5 separate regions of the Mus musculus genome follow, and regions 2, 3, 4 and 5 are each linked to region 1. Evidence: chromatin contacts called from public HiCAR-type and HiChIP or PLAC-seq data. All regions are on one chromosome and are shown on one strand. The core of a region is the stretch at or near the end of the contact, and the rest is flanking DNA. Distances in the headings are between cores, read along the strand shown. Region 1 holds the start of Actr10 (ARP10 actin-related protein 10). Region 2 has its middle 23 kb from the start of Tmx1. Region 3 has its middle 24 kb from the start of Tmx1. Region 4 overlaps Gm40436 (a long non-coding RNA gene). Region 5 has its middle 14 kb from the start of Gm32219.

Region 1 (3,341 bases), core at 588-3,087:
TGGTTTTATTAGTATTTATTTCCTGTGTTTATGTGCATGGGTGCGTGAATGACACAGTGCACATAGGAAGGGGAGAAGACAACTTGTGGGTCTTGGTTTAAGCCAAGCACAGTAGGCACATGAACAATGCCAGCACTCAGGAGGGCAGAGGCACTAGGACTAGAAGTTTGGGGCAGCTTGGGCCACACTGGACACTATTTCAAAAAGAAAAAAAAAACAAAAAGAGAAAAGAAAAGAAAAAGAAAAAGAGAAAAATTAGTAGTCAGTGCCACATTTCTTTTGTGCTGGAAAAAAGGTTGCTAAAATGACCATATTGGAAATCACACCTTTTTTTTTTTTCTTCCCCCGCCTGGGCACTGTTCCCCTGTGCCTAGACATCTCTCTCCATTTTCACTTCAATGTTACTTATATTCAGTGCTCCTCAAAGTCCTCAAGGACTTTGTAATGATGTAGCTTAAGTTCTGCCTTTGAAAACTTTTATGTCCTTCTGTCTTCAATCACATCCCTATATAATAATTTATATTTTCAATGTATAGCCACAATAATTATTTTCAGGTAGTAATCTCTACTTATTATATTAATGTTTTTTAAAAAAGTAAGATGAATATGGGAGAGTCAGAGAAGGAGAGGATAATCAAGAACTATGTTTAATCCAATTCTGTAGCTTCTAAGGACCAATTTTTAAGTCTGTTCTTATGACCATTTATTTAATAGTTGCTTAACATCTATTACAGGTTAGGAAGTGTTTAAAATATGCAAAAATAATCCACACATCTGTTTCATATATAACTTCACCTCAAACACATAATATGTATATATGATGGAACTCTCAGCTTTCTGGAGCCTAATATGTATTTCATACACAACATCACTTTATATATACATATATGTCATGTAATTCTGTGTTGTTCTTGAGTCCAATACAAGGACTCTTAAATGGATGGTCCAAAGAACTTAAAACCGTCCAGCATCCTCTCATACTGTCCAGATGTTCCAAGGCTTGTGAATTTGTGTTTTGCTATCTCTACCTTTGACTGCCACTTCGAGGACCACTACTCCCGTGCTTACAAACTGCTTTTTTAAAGTGCAAAATGTGGGTCTAAGAGTATTATAAGGTAACCAACAATTTCCCGTCTCATTTCTATGCGGCTTCCTGTCTTCATGTGCCAGGGCTCCATAGCTGATTTCCTACACTCCTGGAGAACAATCTATTTCCAGAACCAATGGGGCTCCATCCCATAAATGTTTTATGGTGGAAAGAGTCAGCAAGCGTTACAATTCGATGGTTTCCTTCCAATCTGACCCAGCCAGAGGCAAGCACAATCTGGGTCATCGCTGTCAAAAGTTAAAGTGATGGCCCCTGATCACCTTAGACGGGGGTGGGGTGGGGGACACCGTTCCCCGAGCTTCCTGGGCTTCTCTAGGAGTCCAGATCCCACTCAGGCCACCAGATCCTACAGGTTCGCATTGCCCAAGAGAGTCCTCCCTGACAACACATTCATCACTGAGTGTGGACTGAGCTTTGCCTTAAGGCAACGATGTGAGCTAGCATTCGCGGGATCGCCGGGGGAAGGTCCCGGGTGCCCAGCGGGCCTAAAGACGGTTGCCAGTCCGGGACCACCGGCACGTCCCTCGGGCCCACAGCCGCCCATGGCCACTCACTTGGTGAAAGCTTCTCCTAGGTCGATCACGACTGCTGTCTTCTCGCCGCCGCTCCCAAGGCCCTCGTAGAGCGGCATCTTTGAGAGACCGACGTAGAGAGGGTGAAGTGGTCCGCCCGGCGGGGGGGCTGCCTCAGCGCGGGGGCGGGGCGGGGTCCTCACAAAGCCGAGGACCCGGGCTGGCCAAGGAGAGGCCTGACGTCGCGGAGGCCGAGGCGGTCAGGCGCGCCGGACACCTTAGAGGGGCGGAGCCTCCCGGGTCCTCTCGCTCAGCGGCCGGGGGCGCCTGCGCGGCGTAGTAAGGATTTTTAGCGGCTTAGGAGGGGAGGCAGGAACTTGAGATCGCTTTCTCATTCTCCAGTTCTGTGTTGGTCGTTTATCATGACATTTAGTCGCCGCAATGAACACACAAGATAGAGTCTGCTCAGAAGAGATTGGCTTTCACTCTCCCCGAAGCAGTTCTAGAAAAGGATCCTAAGATCTAAATTCAAAACTTGGATTGGGAAGGCGGAAATGCTCCTTAATTACAGCAGTATTTGTGGTGGTTTACATGCGAACGCCCCCCCCCCCCCCCCCCCCGCGCGCCTAGGCTCATCTGTTTGAATGCTTAGTCACCGAGGACTGGAACAGTTTTGGAAGGATATGGAGATTTGACCTTGGAGGAGGTGTGTCACTGGGAGTGGACTTTGGGGTTTAAAAAGCCCACACTAGGCGCAGCTCTCTCCTCCCTGCCTCCTCTGCCCCCAACCCCCACCCCGGACCCTTGTTGCCTGGCAATTAAGATGTAAAGCTCTCAGCTACTGCTTCATTGCCATGCCTGCCCGCCACCCCACCCCCCCATCATTAACTAAAACTGTAAGCAGGTCCCCGATTGACGATTCCTTTTATAAGAGTTGTCTTAGTCATGTTGTCTCTTCCCAGAAATAGAATAGTTACTAAGACAGCAGTTCTTGCCTGTTGCTGGGGAGATTGATTGGATTTCTAGAAGAGGAGAAACCAGGTGTCATGGTGGCAAGATGCAAAGATATGATCAAAGCATATACATGAAATCGAGAACAAATAAATAAAAATTTAATAAGGAGAATATCGTGGTTATTTTAGCAGAAAGAAAAAAAGAATGAACACAAAACAAATATATTCCTTAATAATCTCAGATGTTTGAATGGAACCTCTTGTGGAGTATTTTTTAAAAAGAAAGATTTAAGAGTACATTAAAAAAACAAACAAACAAAAAAAACCCTGATTTATTTCTCTTGCTGGCTGGAAGCAAAGAATGTTGACCCAACTGAAAAAACTGTCCAGACAGTCTGCAAAAGAGACATTTTCTCACAGTCATCTAACAAAAATCCCAGCACTGGGCAAGGAGATGCTGTTTGAGCAGTTTGTCAGAGATGTCCAAGAAACTCCCCAAACAAGCTTTGCTGTTGCTCTTAGTTGCATTGCAGAGGTTGAGGATAAGTCGTTGTTGCTAAGACACCATGCACTTTAGACAGAGGACCCAGAGGTTCTAACCAGAAAGCCTCCTCCCTGAGAACTAGCTTTCATGGTACCAGAAGGCTCCATACAAGCTTTCAAAGAAGGGAAACCAGTCTTACCCAACCATGATATTCATAAACAGACACACACAAGCTGGTGTGTGTGTGTGTGTGTGTGTGTGTGTGTGTGTGTGTAATGAGATTA
Region 2 (3,477 bases), core at 238-2,737, 510 kb after region 1:
ATTGACCTCCCTTACCTCACTGCCCAATCACAGTGGGCTACTAGAACGATCCAGAACCTGACACCACACACCATATGATACGACAATGGACTATTTAGCCAACTTGATGGGTATCCAGATCCATGGGTAGATACTACAGGTGTCTTCAATGGGATTAACTTCATGTTTAGTGCACTGGAGATTGAACCCAGCACCTTATGTGAGGGAGGCAAGTGCTCCATCCCTGAGCACTTTGATAAGACTTTGAAAGTCGTCTTTCTTGAGATTAACCCTTAAGTGACTGGGTAAAGAACACTGCCCTCCACGTCTCGTGGCCTCATCCTGATGGCCTAGATAGAACAAAAGGGGCTGAAGAGGATAGAAATCTTCCTGCCAATAACCTTCGAAGTAGACCACAGACTCTTTCCTGCCTTGGATGTGAATGGAAGCACCAGCTTTCCCGGGGCTCACACCTGCCAATCTCACACTGGAGTTGTGTTGTCAGATCTCTGGCATCTCAGGCTTTGACTGGGAATGAAGCTAACCTAGTCTCTTCACTCTCCTTAGCTTGCCAAGCACCCTTTTACCCTGCTGGGACGTGCCAGTCTCCATGGCTGACAGCCAGCTCTCTACAGCAAATCTCAATCAATCTGTCTCTCTCCTCTCCTCTTTCTCTCGATCCTCCCTGCTCTCTCTCACACATACACGCCCCACTGCCACACACACACACACACACACACACACACACAGAGAGAGAGAGAGAGAGAGAGAGAGAGAGAGAGAGAGAGAGGTTCTGGAGAATCCCAACACATCTATCTGCCTTGTCTTCTCTGTCTAAACACTGTTCTTGATTCTCTGGTGACCTATTCTATCATTCTTTTAGGAATACATATTTACTTTAAAGAATAATAAGCACAGGCTTGCCCCACCCCCAAGGTTAAGAGATAAAGAGAGGTTCACGAACACTCTGCTTATTAAAAAAAAATCAGTATCTTCAGTGATCACAGGACTTTTGTTTATGCTTTGTTTGTTCCTTGGCCTAGAACTGACCCTACTTTCTGCATGTACTTTGTATGGTATAAAGGCAGCATGGGAAAAAATAAACTTGCTTCAGCCCTTGCTGGAGTCATACGTTTAAAAAAAAAATCAGTATCTTTTCTATTTGTATTTTGAAAACTTAGAGAATATAATCCTGCGTTGATATTTCACTTCCTACTGTGAAGAAGCTAAGGAACTTAGTTAGATGTGGCCTGTAAGCTGTAAAGATCCCTCATCACTCTGGAGATGGTGACAACATTTAAATACAACCATGGAATGGGACCAATAGGATACCAGAAAGAAAAGTTGTAATCGTGGTTCAGTGTCTGGAATTAAGGAATCTTATCATGAATACATTGTTTCTTTCCAAAAAACCTACACAATATTCCTTTGTTTATAATAACTGTAACGTTTTGCTTGTTGTCTTGGCTAATTATGTGGAGCCACTAGGGGGCAGAGGATGGCCTTCTTATTGCACTTAGTTTTAAGGGCTTCATTAAGGAAGGGTTTTAAACGGATTTTAAAATCACATTACAGATGTCATAGACGCACTTGTCATTTCAGTAGTGACCCTGGTATGAGCAGAGAGTCTCCTGTCTGTACCATAGTTACGATATGAATAACAACAGCCAGAGCACAGAGGTTTATGTTAAGTCTGTTAGGTACACAGTGCAGACTAAGAGGGGCCAACGCCTCGGGGTGATTATTCCACACAGTAGCTCGATAGGCAATCTCCATTATCCAGAAGAGGAGACTGAGCTCTGAAGAGGATGTGCAACATGCCCAGGGCATCAGTAAATAGGGACTGGATCCAGATCAGAGCTGTTGGACTCTGAGTCATGAGTGATCCATCTCTGTAGGTCCAGACATGGGGCACATTTTATTTTCAAAAGGGAGTATCACCTTGTCATGGTTTGGTGTCAGGCATATATTAGCTTCAGATCTGATATAATATTTTCAGTGCCAATGAAAAATTAATGAGTTTGATACTTGGCATTCTATGGAATGGAGAGTTTATAAAGGACTTGCGGCCATATAAGTAAGCCAGCCTGTCCTCTCATCTTTCTAACCACATTTAACCATTCTCCTAACACTCATTTCCATTGCACTGATATTTCTAAATAGATAATTATTCAACCAAAGCCAATTTTCCCATGATGCCTCTCTAATCCCTACATTTAAAATCCCATGCAACAGTGTGATGGGAGAGAATTTTGTCGATCTCAATTTAAATGTGTAAAATAAAATACCAGAACTGTTTAGAAAACATATTTCTAAGTCCAAGGTGCTTGTCTTCAAATAACCATATCATACACTAAGAAGACATCCAGCTGACAGAAGGCATTCATGATAATAAAGGGCGTTTCTCTTTATTTCCTACATAGCAATTAATAACTGCGATATATGGGGGGGAGGGGAGAGATTTTTGAAAGCAATGTGGGCTGGGACTATTTTATAAATGTGAGGCAAGGTGATCTAGAATGTTTTCTTTCGTGTGCATATGTATCTGGCTTTACATATTGTTGTTTAATTAATGTTTAAACTTAGCATACAAGGTCTTGGGTTCCATACATACATGTAAGAGGTTCTAATTCGTGCAGGTTTTTATAGTACTACATGACTCAGGCACTGTCTTAGGCTGGTTCTCTGGCTCATTGGTTGGTTTACTGGTTTCTTAAGTTTACTTACTCTTATGTTTCCTCTTGCTCTTCCTCGGACAAAAGAGATGTGTAAACTTCTCAGACCCTTTCTCCTTTTCTATGTATCTCCTAAGCCCTTTGTTTTCCTGCTGAGAAATAGCTGTGCTTTGATTACCTAATAAGTGTCAAGAGCCGTCACCTCTCCATCAGAAATGGCAGTTCCATTTTAACAGAATGGGTACAGTTTTAGCAAAAGAACCAAAAGAAGAGGAGGGTTTTTTTGTTCTGTTTCGTTTTATGTGTGCATTTGTGGTGTTTTTGTTGTTCTTGTCTTCTAAACAGTGTCTCACTATGTAGTCCTGCTGTCCTGGAACTCACTGTGTAGATCAGGCTGCCTAGAACTCACCAAGGTCTGCTGCCTCTGCCTCCCAAGGGTTGGGGTTTCAAGAGTGTGCTACCATACCTGACTTGTTTTTATTTTTGTGTTTGTTTTTGTTTGCTCACATAGTGTATCCTTGTCCCCATTATTCAGGCAAGTAAGATGACAGCAGCTTCACCCAACCATTCGCTTTGCTTTATGAGGTCTGCAGAAGGTGTTCTGGCCTGGAGGACAGTCTTCAGTGACATCAGTCAGGGGACCTCTTCATCTGCTAGGACCTCAGCTTCTGTGTGGGATCCTCTGCACTCAGTTGGCAAATAAGAACTATAAGGATATAACAGATCCCCTGGCACCCTGGCATGACAAGCCTGGGATTGGGCCTTGTCATTCTGCCCTCATTTCACTAGCTTCCACTCAGTTATGTGCAAGCTATGTCCTAAT
Region 3 (3,392 bases), core at 319-2,818, 460 kb after region 1:
TAAAAATCCGAGTAAGATTTAATGGTGGATTAATAGTATGGTATCAGTGGTCATCTCCTTATCGATCTGTTGAATACATACTAATAAGAGGGGATGCTGATTAAGTACACAGGGGACTCTCTGTGTTCTTTTTAACAAGTCTAGTTTGTGAACCAATACATATTTCAAGATAACTGGAACCTCGGAGTTGAACGCTTCCGAGTACTTCCAGTCTTTAGGGAATGATAAGGTGAAATACCTTTTTTGTTATTCCTTGATTGAAACCTTCAGATACTGCTGCATAAATCATGTCGGAAGAGTGCTGAAAGCTATCTCCAGTCAGTAGAATAATATCTTGTTAAAGTATCAGAAAATAAAACCTAGCCCACGTATCCTTGGCAGATCTGTGAAAACGGGGATGATAATGAGTGGTTTCTTTCTTCACAGATATATAGCTTCCGGTGCAGTAAATAGTCACCGAAGGCATACTGTGCGCTCAGAATTCATCGGACTCACATTAACGTCGCCGCATTTTGTGGGGCATCTGTTATCCACCACCAAGACTTTCCATAGATCGTTTTGGTTCCACTTCTTGTACTCGGTGCCTGCAATGGCTAAGGTTAGCCAACAGGAGGCAGAACACAACATCTAAATATTTTCCAGCCTTGTTTCCCAGGCAAACAGTTCTGAGAAAAACTGGAAGACTATCTCCCATCAATAACTGAGTAGTTGTCAGCCACACAGAAACCAACTCGGCAATAGATCTCAGTACTGCCCCCTGGGGCCCGTTCTGCTCCTTTGCGCTCTCAGCCTAGCTTAATGGGATCACTTCCACATGACCTACTTGCTCACTCACCCTTGTCTCAGGGACTGTAGAGAGGGATCATGGAGGCTCAAGCGAAGAAAGTGATACAGGCTATCCCTTAGAGCCAATCAGTGGGAGTACTCACAAAACCCACAAAATATCCATTACTACGGCAGACTGAATCTGACAATTCTACTCCATTATGAAAAAACTGTTCCAGATTCCGGTGTGGGACTGAGAACACGGGCCAAGAGGGCTTTCTACGGTCAGGGAGAGAAAACTTAGGAAGTAAGTCAAGTTGTACTTTTATTTTAATTATTTATTTATTTGCCACCCAAACAAACAGACACCTCAGCACTGCCCCCTGCCTTCTTGTGCTCCCTAAAGCAGCCTGTCACTGGGGATCAACAATGATGAAAAAGGACATTTTGATCTAGTTTGAAAACTTTATTTATGCTGCGTTTTCTCCCTGGAGAGATTTCCCGAGTTAAATAGTAGACAGTGTGCCCATTTGTTTTGAGTGGAATCCAAGAGAAGCACGAAGTATCAGTTATCCTTTCTGCTGCTCGATCTGAACAGCGCAAGCTGCCTGTCTGCTCTCCGCAGCCACGCCCAGGCGCTCTGTGCCTGAAGTGCGAAGCTTTGCTTCTTCTCCTTGTTCAGTTTTTCTTCCTTTCCTGTGGTGTTGGCCAGGTGCTGGGCAAACTCTAGCACTGAGCTCCGCCTCCAGGTGCCCAGGGCTTCCTGTCCTGACAGTAATGCCTGCTTGTCATCGAGGTTAGCTATTTCCCTGAAGAAAAACAAAACAGGAACTATGGAGTTAGCGTTTAGTTAGTCAGTGCCCAAGTTCCTTATTGCCTTGGGGGAAAAAAACAAACAAACAAGCAAACAAACAATAAATAGCAGCTGGGGACAGCCACGAAGCATAGCACACTAAATGTGGTTTTCAAGGGACCAGGCAAAGATCTGAGGGTAATTGAGTCAGAGGGCTCCTTCTATGATGAAAGACACTTCCTAAGTATAATATACACACATATACACTAACACACACACACACACACACACACACACACACACACACACACACACACACTCATACCGAGACAGACAGACAGACAGACAGACAGACAGACAGACAGACAGAGACAAAGACAGAGAAACAGAGGGAGAGAGGGAGGGAGGGAGGGAGAAAGAGAGAATGACAAAGAGATGGAGAATTTTACTGTAAAGTGAAACAGACTCAAGTTAACACACCAGAGAGGGTGACACATCAAGACCATTACGTGTGCTCCCTCAGCATGCGGACTCCCAGGGCACATCACTTCCATCTACTGCTTTCAGTTTTCCTTAGGATGAACTCTCTAAGGAAAAAAAGTTTTTCCTGAAACATTCTCTTAAACAGCAAACTCTAACACCCACTAACCCACCTTGTGTATTGTACAATAAACCCAGCCAGAAGGACCTGTCTTAGTTAGGGTTAATATTGCTATAATTAAAAAAAAAATGACCAAAAGCAAACTGTGGAGTAAAGGGTTTATTTATCTGGCTTACACTTCACTGCTCATCCCTGGAGGAGTGTCAGAACAGGAACTCAAAACGGAATGCTGCTTACTGGCTTGCTTCATATACCTTGCTCAGCCTGCTTGCTTATAGAACCCAGGACCACCAGCCCAGGGATGGCATCACCCACAATGGGCTGGGTCCTCCTCCACCAATCACTAAGAGAATGCCCTACAGTAGGATCTGATAAAGCCATTTTCTCAATTGAGACTCCCTCCCCTGATGACTCTAGCTTGTGTCAAGTTGACATAAAAGTAGCCAGCACAGGACCCTAGGACCAAGGAAAGATGAGTGCTAGAAAAATACATGACCATAAATAAACATATGTAAAACTCCACACAAATTAAGGGGACTCAAGCCATACTGACGGCTAGATCATACATAATTCAAAACCCCGACTCTGCTGGTCTATACAAATAAACAAGGCTTGCATCTTGCCAAATGAATGAAAGTTTTCCTAATATCAATCTTCCCTCAGCAAGAAAGCTAATTACAAATGTACCTTTTCCCAGATTAAACAAAATTATTTTTGTTTAATTAATTAATCCCGTTAATTATTTTTACCAAATTGCCCTCTGTTATACCTAAATTTCTTCAGAAGGCAGCTGTCAAGAATTTTCTTTACAATTTTCTCCTGCCTTGAGGAAAGTCACTCTCTACATGTGTGTTCAATCACGTCACACTGCTATCTACAAATGTTGAGACACATTCATAGCTATCCTGGGACACATGTGACCCACAGGCCACAGGCGGGACATACCAGAATAAAACACTTAAGGGCTAATTTTATAGAAGGTATACATAGAAGTAAAAACCCCAGCATTTATGCACTTATAACACCTCATATTTTAAATTTTCCCTAAAAGAAGACTTTATCAATTGGAGCTAAGAGCTGGTTGAGTAGAAAGCAGGGATACAAACCCTCAGCTGGCTTAGCAATAGTTCCTAGCCAAAGGGAGAAACAAAAGCATTGTCTTTAACTTCAGGATGCAGAGGTTAAGTTAAACTCATCACACGTTCATGACATTATTATCCTTATGCCCTGGTT
Region 4 (3,515 bases), core at 727-3,226, 330 kb after region 1:
TTCTTAATTCCCACTCCAGGGGACCCAAGAGTTCCTCTTCCCTCATAGCACAGGCCCAGGACACGACTCTATTGGTGCTTTCTCTTATGTACTCCTGCTCTTAAGACGTCTTGCAGAAAGAAACTCAGGAGCACAGACTTACTAAACACGTAGTCTATCTGCATCCATGTGTGCACTTGGGAGGCCCTTCTGTTACCCAGTGTCATGGATGGTCTATGTTCATATTTCTTCTGTGCTGCTTAGATGTTGGTCTTTCAGAATACAAGAAGGGAAACACAGCTATCTTTTCCTCCAAAATTGCTATAAGGCATACTACTTCTGCTCTTGTCTTCTTCAATGTGGCAAATCACATGGTCGTGCCAACTTTAAAAGACCGGCAAAAGAATTACCATGATCCCAGAAGGAAATACTAGTGTTATATTAATGACCTCTTATTCCATGGAATGACTATTCTTTCCAGAGGGGTTGAGCTACCTCCCATTATAGTGCAAAAATGGAATAAAAAACTTATCTGTCTGCTCAATATCACATAATCTCTGAAAATACTGCCCAAATATGAAGTGAAAAGATTCACGCATGGGACTCTTTTTCACTCTTACCAATCTATTTTATTATAACAGCTGGTTCAGTGTGAGTTACCCTTGGGTAATTCTTTCCAGACCACTTTCATTGAGTGGGTTCCCCACATCCCCTTCACAGATGTTTTTATTTACACCCATTGATTTTTTCTATGTACTTTTTAATTTATGAATCTTTAATCAGTTATATGTTAAGTTTTGTTCTAAGTATAGCATGGAAGACAGAAGAGTGCAAATATAACTCCTTAAATAGCACTTGTCGTCCTTCGCATATTATATAACGAGTGCTCAGTAAATCACTGCAGCTAATGCTAAGTGAGGGAAAATAATTCCAAAGGCCATTTAGTACAATAACAAACAGAACTATATATGTCAACAGACCTTAAAGTCAGGACACAATTTCAGCTTTGTTGTGATCATGTAGAGCCATAATGAAGGAGTTATATCATGACACATAAACTACATCTCCACACAATTTAGAAATGTCTTCATAAAGTAAAGGGAGGCTGGGCATGTAGGTAACTCCAACATTCAGAGGTGGAAGTGGGGCATTACTGCAAGTTCAGGGCCACCCAGGACTATAGAGCAAGACCAGGTCTTCAAATAAGAACGAAGAAAAGAGGGAGAAAGAAGTGAGGGGTATCTGGGGGGAGTAAGGTTTAGGGGTGACGGAGAACTCTGGGATGGATGGGGCAGGTTACCTTGGCACCTGTTTCCTGTTGCAGATCAGCCTTACTATTTAGAACCTCACACATGGTATAGCAACTTCCTATGAATTGAAATTTTCTAGCCCAGAGAGAGACTCCTTAAAACTCAGGAAGTAACAACTTCCAAGTCTCAGGAAGTACCTAAATTTACAAGCTTTGCAAGCCTCACCCCCTTCTATGTCCAGGTTAGATACAACTGGGAAAAGGAAACTCCCCAACCTTGCTGAGGTTCCTTCCTAGATGTGGGAGGACCTCCAGGGTCACAGCTTTTGAGTTTGTCATCTATGCTAGGGTAGGCATCTCAGTGACATAGCCACCTTTGAGTTATCCACGCTATTAACAATGTCTCACACATATGCTCATAAGTGACCCCAACAAACTTATGGGTTCACTAAGGCAGACATGGGTAGATGAGTTTCTTTGATCTGTCATTGGTGCCCTCTCTGAATTGTACAAATGTTGTTTATGTTTCCCTACTAGCAGTCACACAAGCACACAGTCAGGTTCTGGTTCAGACAAGAGCAAAAAGAAGCACATGAGAGTAGGCTGCCCCATGCTGTGGGGTCCCCCAGGGGTTTAGACAACTGATACTCAGAACTTGACTTCTCATGCAGCAACTCAGCCAAGAATGTGGCAGGAGTGTCTTCAGCCATTCTTCCCAGGCCGTTATATCGTGACACAAACATGTCACATTTGTGATGAGGTCAGGGAGGTTTCCAAGAGCAACAAAGCCCTCAGACTGCACAGTTCAAGCCAAACTCTTGATAGCTTCTAAGAAATTTGCTTCCAGAAAGTTCCTGTGCCCTGAGCCTAGACATAATTCTTGATCTAATTCTCTTTTTTCTCTCTCAGCCACTTTTGTTCTCTTTCAACTGGTCACTGGTTACTGGAGCAGCCTGGGGGAGAAGGCCATTCCCATATGTAGTCTGCTTCGGAACAGAGTCTCAGAGGTCTATAAGGTCTCAAAGGCTCACTCGCCCCGCCCACCCCACCTCCAACTCACTTTCCTGTTGCTTGAGATCTGGGGCTGGTCAACTTCCTTGCTGCCCAAGTTCCAAACTTTTGAATCCTGTTTTGTTTCGTTTCTGCTTGCAGGCAGTTCCTGCTGGAGCCCTTCCTAAAACTTTGCCCAGGGCAGCCCTATCCACATGCATATAGTACAAACCTCTTTCGCCCCACTCTCCCCAAAGAACTGTGAGCACAGTGTGTATCCTCTCTGCCATGAAGTGGTCCTTGATAGCAGTTTCCCATTCTGTTCCTGTGAACAATGGGTCTTCATCCCTTGCTCTTCAGTATCAACTCCTGGCTGCCCAGGTCCCAGTTGTTAGGACCATAGTGCACTGTCTCATTGTGTTTTTGTTATCTCAGGACCCACTTCCCTGACTTTTCTTGTGCTGGTTTACATTAGCTGCTGAGGCATGACAGCTGAGTAGCGGCTGATAGTGGCAAGCAGCATTGCCCAAGTCTCTCATCGAATGTGATCAGTAGCTAAGAGGCTCTGCTTCTCACGGTGATGCAGGGATGTCAGACGGATGCAAGCTCTGCCTTTGCCTGTGATTTGCAAGGCTGCCTTGCCATTGACACACAGCCAGAGAGAGCAAAGAGGAGAGCGTAGAAATGACAACTTTATTCTCACTGCACCTTGTTAGCTAGAACTCAGGCCGAAGAGCACCTGGCTACAAAGGAAGGGAACCATGCAGCCACGTCTAACAGAACAGGAAATCACACAGCCACCCAGAAACAGCACAGGAAACAGGAAGAAACCAACAGGCTTGGAGAGGGCTACATGATGACTGAATTAGGGTCCATCAATCCCAGAGATTTGGACACAGGTCCAAGTATAAATATTCATAAAACATTTACACTTGCACACGTATATGGCTCTATCACTATCACCAACCAAGGCAGACATGTTTGTGTGGACATGTATATTTGTATGATTCAGAACAGTTAAAAATAAAAGGATGACTAAAGGAAAAAAATACACAAGAAGAAAGCAGGTGGCCGTATTATCATCAGCTACATGCTGTCAAAGTAATTGGCATTAAATAGAAAATTAACACTTTAAAAAATGAATCATCTCGAACTATATTAAGAAAACACTGGAAGCATAAGAAAGGAGATGATAAGAGGGGACTTCTTAAGGCCACTTTTGAATTCCCAATAAACTAGGAAGTTAAAAATAAAGACATTTAAATAATATATTTGATATGTTATTAACACAGAGAAT
Region 5 (3,403 bases), core at 449-2,948, 390 kb after region 1:
CTCCTCTTGTACTATGCCTGCCCAGATGCTGCCATGCTTCCGCCTTGATGATAACTGATGATGATGGGCTGAACTTCTGAACCTTTAAGCCAGTCCCAATTACAAGTTGCCTTTATAAGAGTTGCCTTGGTCATGGTGTCTGTTCACAGCAATGGGAACCCTAACTAAGACGATATCTTACATGACATACATTGCTTACCCCAGTCTGATCATTACACATCACATACATATACCAAAATTCTACATTTCCACTCATAAGTATGCTCCCCCTGTCAAACAAGAATATTTTTTGAAGGTGGATTATGGACAGTGACTAGAGATCAAGAGAAAATGCATCATGGGAGACATTTGATTGTATTTAGATGCTTCTGAGAAAAAGGTGGTATTTCAATAGATATGGATGTCCAAAGAGAAGACATGATTGGAGTGATGAGTTTTTAAAGAAGGAAGCCAGTGACCTGGCACCAGATGGAAAGAGCCAAGGGGAGAACTGCCTACGGCTACTGAGAACAGAAGCCTGTGAGGATGGGGATGAAGGCCAGCTCTCGGGAAGTTAGGGGAGTGTCTACCCCTTCTTCCTCTCTGAGTGTGGGGTGATGGGAATGCTAGTCAACTGTAGTCCATCCTGTGCGTCACTCAAACATCATGGTGCCATAAATGAATGATGAATGGCATCTTCATTTCTTCACTGCATTTCAGAAGAATGTGTTTGGGATCTTAATATTCTAGAAATGGAATGTGCAATCAAAAACCTTAGCTCTCCAAACTGTACAATAAATAAATCCTATTTTTGTTTAAAGAAATATATATATTTAATATATATTAATATATATTCATAGAAGAGAGACTGAAGAAGTATGGAAATATTAAAAGTTATTCAATTGTCACTCAAAATGGCATTTGTTTCCTATATTTTTAGAAATGAATTTGTGTGCGTGTGCATGTGCATGTACGTGTGCATGTATATGTGTATGTGTGCATATGTACAGGGACACTCATTTGTGGTACAGAGGGTGACGTTGAGCATTTTCCTTATTGCTTTTCTCCTTGTCTTTTGGGATGGTCTGTTTCAGCTAGCCCAGATGGTCAGCTAGCCCCAGAGGTCTGCTCGTCTCTGCCCAGCCAGCTCTGAGGTTACAGGGACTGAGGTCATGGGTTACAGGCCTGTCCTGTCCTTTTTGTGGGTGCTTGGGGCTATGAACTCAGATTACAGTGCTTATGTGGCAAGCACTACATCACCCCAGCCCTTTATATGAGAATTTCTAAGTTTTGAATAACAGGCTTTTTTCCCCATAAATGTATTTGTAAAAATTTTAGAAATTACAATAGCAAAGATTCAGGGGGTTAGTGTTTCAAAAGTGCCAACATGTAACACCTGCAGATTCTTTAAGACAGTAGGAACTCTTGAAATACCACGCAGTCAAGTGGTTAGCCTTGGTACCTTGTTGCTTTCTTCCCCTCCAAAAGGAAAAGCAGGAAAGTATTAATTTGTTTGCACTTGCATTATAATGATCTAGCCCCAGAAAGGAGTGGTGTAATTTAAACAGTGCCCAATTGCTTTTATTCATTTAAATGCGTTTCTATAGCAATATGGAAGCTGTGCTTCCAGTTTTAAATGCTAGTGATTCAGTGTAACCTTGGGTGGGTCCCTTCCTGTCCTGGTTTTCTTCCGGGTTGGCTGGGACTGATGGCCCAGCTCATGCTGTGCTTCGAAGATGATCAGACTAAATCCAATTAGATCTAGTGCAGCTGTGTGGCTGAAGGAGGCTGTGGGGTGGGGGTGACTTCACCAGTGTCCTCTGGACTCGGGCTTTATTGCCGGCAGCCCACGCTACCAGCAAAAGCTGGCTTAAGCCACTGGCTTGCTCTCAATGCCCGCCAATAGCTACCTCTGCAGACGGCCCGTGGGGGCACAGCTCCTGCTTGGCAGTGATGGCGGGTGGGTTCCAGCCAGGCCCCAGAAGTTCAGGCTTAGTTCCTGAAAGCTGGCGGTGAGATGCAGCCATGATGTCCTGTGATTCCCCCCAACCCCCCCCCCCCCCCCCGCGTGGAGCCAGCAGCCACACGAGATCAGCCCACCCCAGGCCTTGCCTGGACATGTTCTGGATGCCTCTTTGAACAAACTCAAATAATAAGATTTTATGTCTCTGAATACCAAAAGCACTTGAAGGTGATGTGGACTCAGCAGGCTGCATATTTTTCCAAACAAATGGATCAATGGTTCATCTCTGATCCTTTTAGAATATATATATACATACATATATATATATATACATATACATATATATATACACACACATATATATATATATGTATAAATAAGGGTCAGGGAGGGGAGAAGTTGGAGAACCGAAGCAGCAAAGTTGAGTTCTTTTGTTAGGAACCTCAATAAGACGTGCACATACCTCAAGAACAGAGCAGTGTGCACTGCTGCTCTGCTGCTCTGTGTGTAAGGAATTAGAGAGAAAGGCAGAACCAGGACCATGCACCAGACACTGATGGCTTCTATCAGGATGCATGGAAACAAACACAGGGAGAAACCCCTATTCTTCCTCATTATACTGAGGCAGAGTCTAACGTGTATCTCAGGTTGGCTGGAACTCACTCTGTATCTGAGGACGATCCTCCTGCCTCCACCTCCTGAGGGCTGTGGTTATGGGCATGTGCCTCCCCCTCTAGTTTATAAGGTACTTCGTATGGAATCCATTGCTTTGTGCAATGGTTCTCAGCCTGTGGGTCATGACCCCTTTGGGGTTCAAATGGCCCTTTCACAGGGGTCACCTAAGACCATCAGAAAACACAGATGTTTATATTATGGTTCATACAAGTAGAAAAATTATAGTAATGACATAGCAACAAAAATAATTTTATGGTTGGGGGTCACCACAACAAGAGGAACTGTGTTAAATGGCCCCAGCATTAGGAAGATTGATGGTAGCAAGCACTCTATCCACACCTTCAGATTCCAAAAGTGACCCTTCAGAATTCATCATCAAAGGCTTGTCCTCACTTGGACTTTGGTTTCTTTTTGTCATTGTTGTTGTTGTTTCCTAGTACTAGCAGTTGAACTCAGGACCTTGGCAATGCCAGGTCTCTACTAAGGCACTATACCCCCTGCCCCATCTTTGTTCTTCTTCTTAAGTGTCAAGGTCCCTAAAACATCAGCAGGGAAAAGAGAGTGGGATTTGAATTCTGTATGCGATCAGTCACTTTGCAAACTAGGGGAGTTAGTTAACCATTCAGAGACCCAAGTTACTTCTATAAAGAGGACACCAGGGCATCTGTAAGGATGACACATGGACACACAGCCACTTATTTTGGTTGACATGGATTTTGTACCTATTTTGTGCCTGAAGAGCCAGGCTTAGAGCATCTTCATTGACCATCTGCTTCTCAAGACCCA

What was found. HiCAR-type assays count read pairs that join an accessible place to other places. HiChIP or PLAC-seq counts read pairs in DNA pulled down with a chosen protein or histone mark.
Region 2: an H3K4me3 HiChIP or PLAC-seq map of forebrain shows a contact between it and region 1, with 6 times the contacts expected there. The contact joins the enhancer-like site here to the promoter of Actr10 in region 1. A contact is called at or near these places in 1 of 39 promoter capture datasets (cranial neural crest), 1 of 484 Hi-C or Micro-C datasets (bone marrow-derived macrophages), 9 of 115 datasets of contacts at active chromatin or transcription factors (bone marrow-derived macrophages, embryonic basal ganglia, embryonic forebrain and 5 more) and 2 of 9 other capture datasets (embryonic stem cells and liver).
Region 3: an H3K4me3 HiChIP or PLAC-seq map of bone marrow-derived macrophages shows a contact between it and region 1, with 12 times the contacts expected there. The contact joins the enhancer-like site here to the promoter of Actr10 in region 1. A contact is called at or near these places in 24 of 39 promoter capture datasets (the 3T3-L1 cell line, 3T3-L1-derived adipocytes, the C10 cell line and 17 more), 1 of 15 datasets of contacts at CTCF or cohesin (the NIH/3T3 cell line), 2 of 484 Hi-C or Micro-C datasets (bone marrow-derived macrophages and liver), 25 of 115 datasets of contacts at active chromatin or transcription factors (the 230-238 cell line, CD8 T cells, DN3 thymocytes and 18 more) and 3 of 9 other capture datasets (adipose tissue, liver and pancreatic islet).
Region 4: a contact with region 1 is called in a HiCAR-type map of fibro-adipogenic progenitors, with 5 times the contacts expected there. The contact joins the enhancer-like site here to the promoter of Actr10 in region 1. A contact is called at or near these places in 1 of 39 promoter capture datasets (embryonic stem cells), 10 of 115 datasets of contacts at active chromatin or transcription factors (bone marrow-derived macrophages, craniofacial prominence, embryonic limb bud and 4 more) and 1 of 9 other capture datasets (adipose tissue).
Region 5: an H3K4me3 HiChIP or PLAC-seq map of embryonic stem cells shows a contact between it and region 1, with 33 read pairs. The contact joins the enhancer-like site here to the promoter of Actr10 in region 1. A contact is called at or near these places in 4 of 39 promoter capture datasets (3T3-L1-derived adipocytes, cranial neural crest, frontonasal cranial neural crest and 1 more), 2 of 484 Hi-C or Micro-C datasets (bone marrow-derived macrophages and nephron progenitors), 12 of 115 datasets of contacts at active chromatin or transcription factors (astrocytes, bone marrow-derived macrophages, embryonic basal ganglia and 6 more) and 1 of 9 other capture datasets (pancreatic islet).

The regions. Positions count from the first base shown.
Region 1 is chr12:70,936,353-70,939,693 of GRCm38.p6, reverse strand. Actr10 (ARP10 actin-related protein 10) reads right to left here and starts at 1,837. Exons shown (of 13, transcript NM_019785.2): 1 at 1,663-1,837. The coding sequence starts at 1,739.
Region 2 is chr12:70,428,726-70,432,202 of GRCm38.p6, reverse strand. No RefSeq gene overlaps it. Among named protein-coding and RNA genes, the nearest start is that of Tmx1, 23 kb to the left of the region's middle. Within about 2 kb of position 1,487, at least 17 of the 459 cell types and tissues checked have an H3K27ac peak or open chromatin away from gene starts, as enhancers often do. A contact at or near this core is called in forebrain, where this site is marked.
Region 3 is chr12:70,475,132-70,478,523 of GRCm38.p6, reverse strand. No RefSeq gene overlaps it. Among named protein-coding and RNA genes, the nearest start is that of Tmx1, 24 kb to the right of the region's middle. Within about 2 kb of position 1,568, at least 53 of the 459 cell types and tissues checked have an H3K27ac peak or open chromatin away from gene starts, as enhancers often do. A contact at or near this core is called in acute myeloid leukemia, adipose tissue, bone marrow-derived macrophages and 1 more, where this site is marked.
Region 4 is chr12:70,608,087-70,611,601 of GRCm38.p6, reverse strand. All of the region lies in intron 1 of Gm40436 (a long non-coding RNA gene), which reads right to left. Among named protein-coding and RNA genes, the nearest start is that of Gm40436, 19 kb to the right of the region's middle. Within about 2 kb of position 1,976, at least 19 of the 459 cell types and tissues checked have an H3K27ac peak or open chromatin away from gene starts, as enhancers often do. A contact at or near this core is called in fibro-adipogenic progenitors, where this site is marked.
Region 5 is chr12:70,547,811-70,551,213 of GRCm38.p6, reverse strand. No RefSeq gene overlaps it. Among named protein-coding and RNA genes, the nearest start is that of Gm32219, 14 kb to the right of the region's middle. Within about 2 kb of position 1,698, at least 6 of the 459 cell types and tissues checked have an H3K27ac peak or open chromatin away from gene starts, as enhancers often do. A contact at or near this core is called in embryonic stem cells, where this site is marked.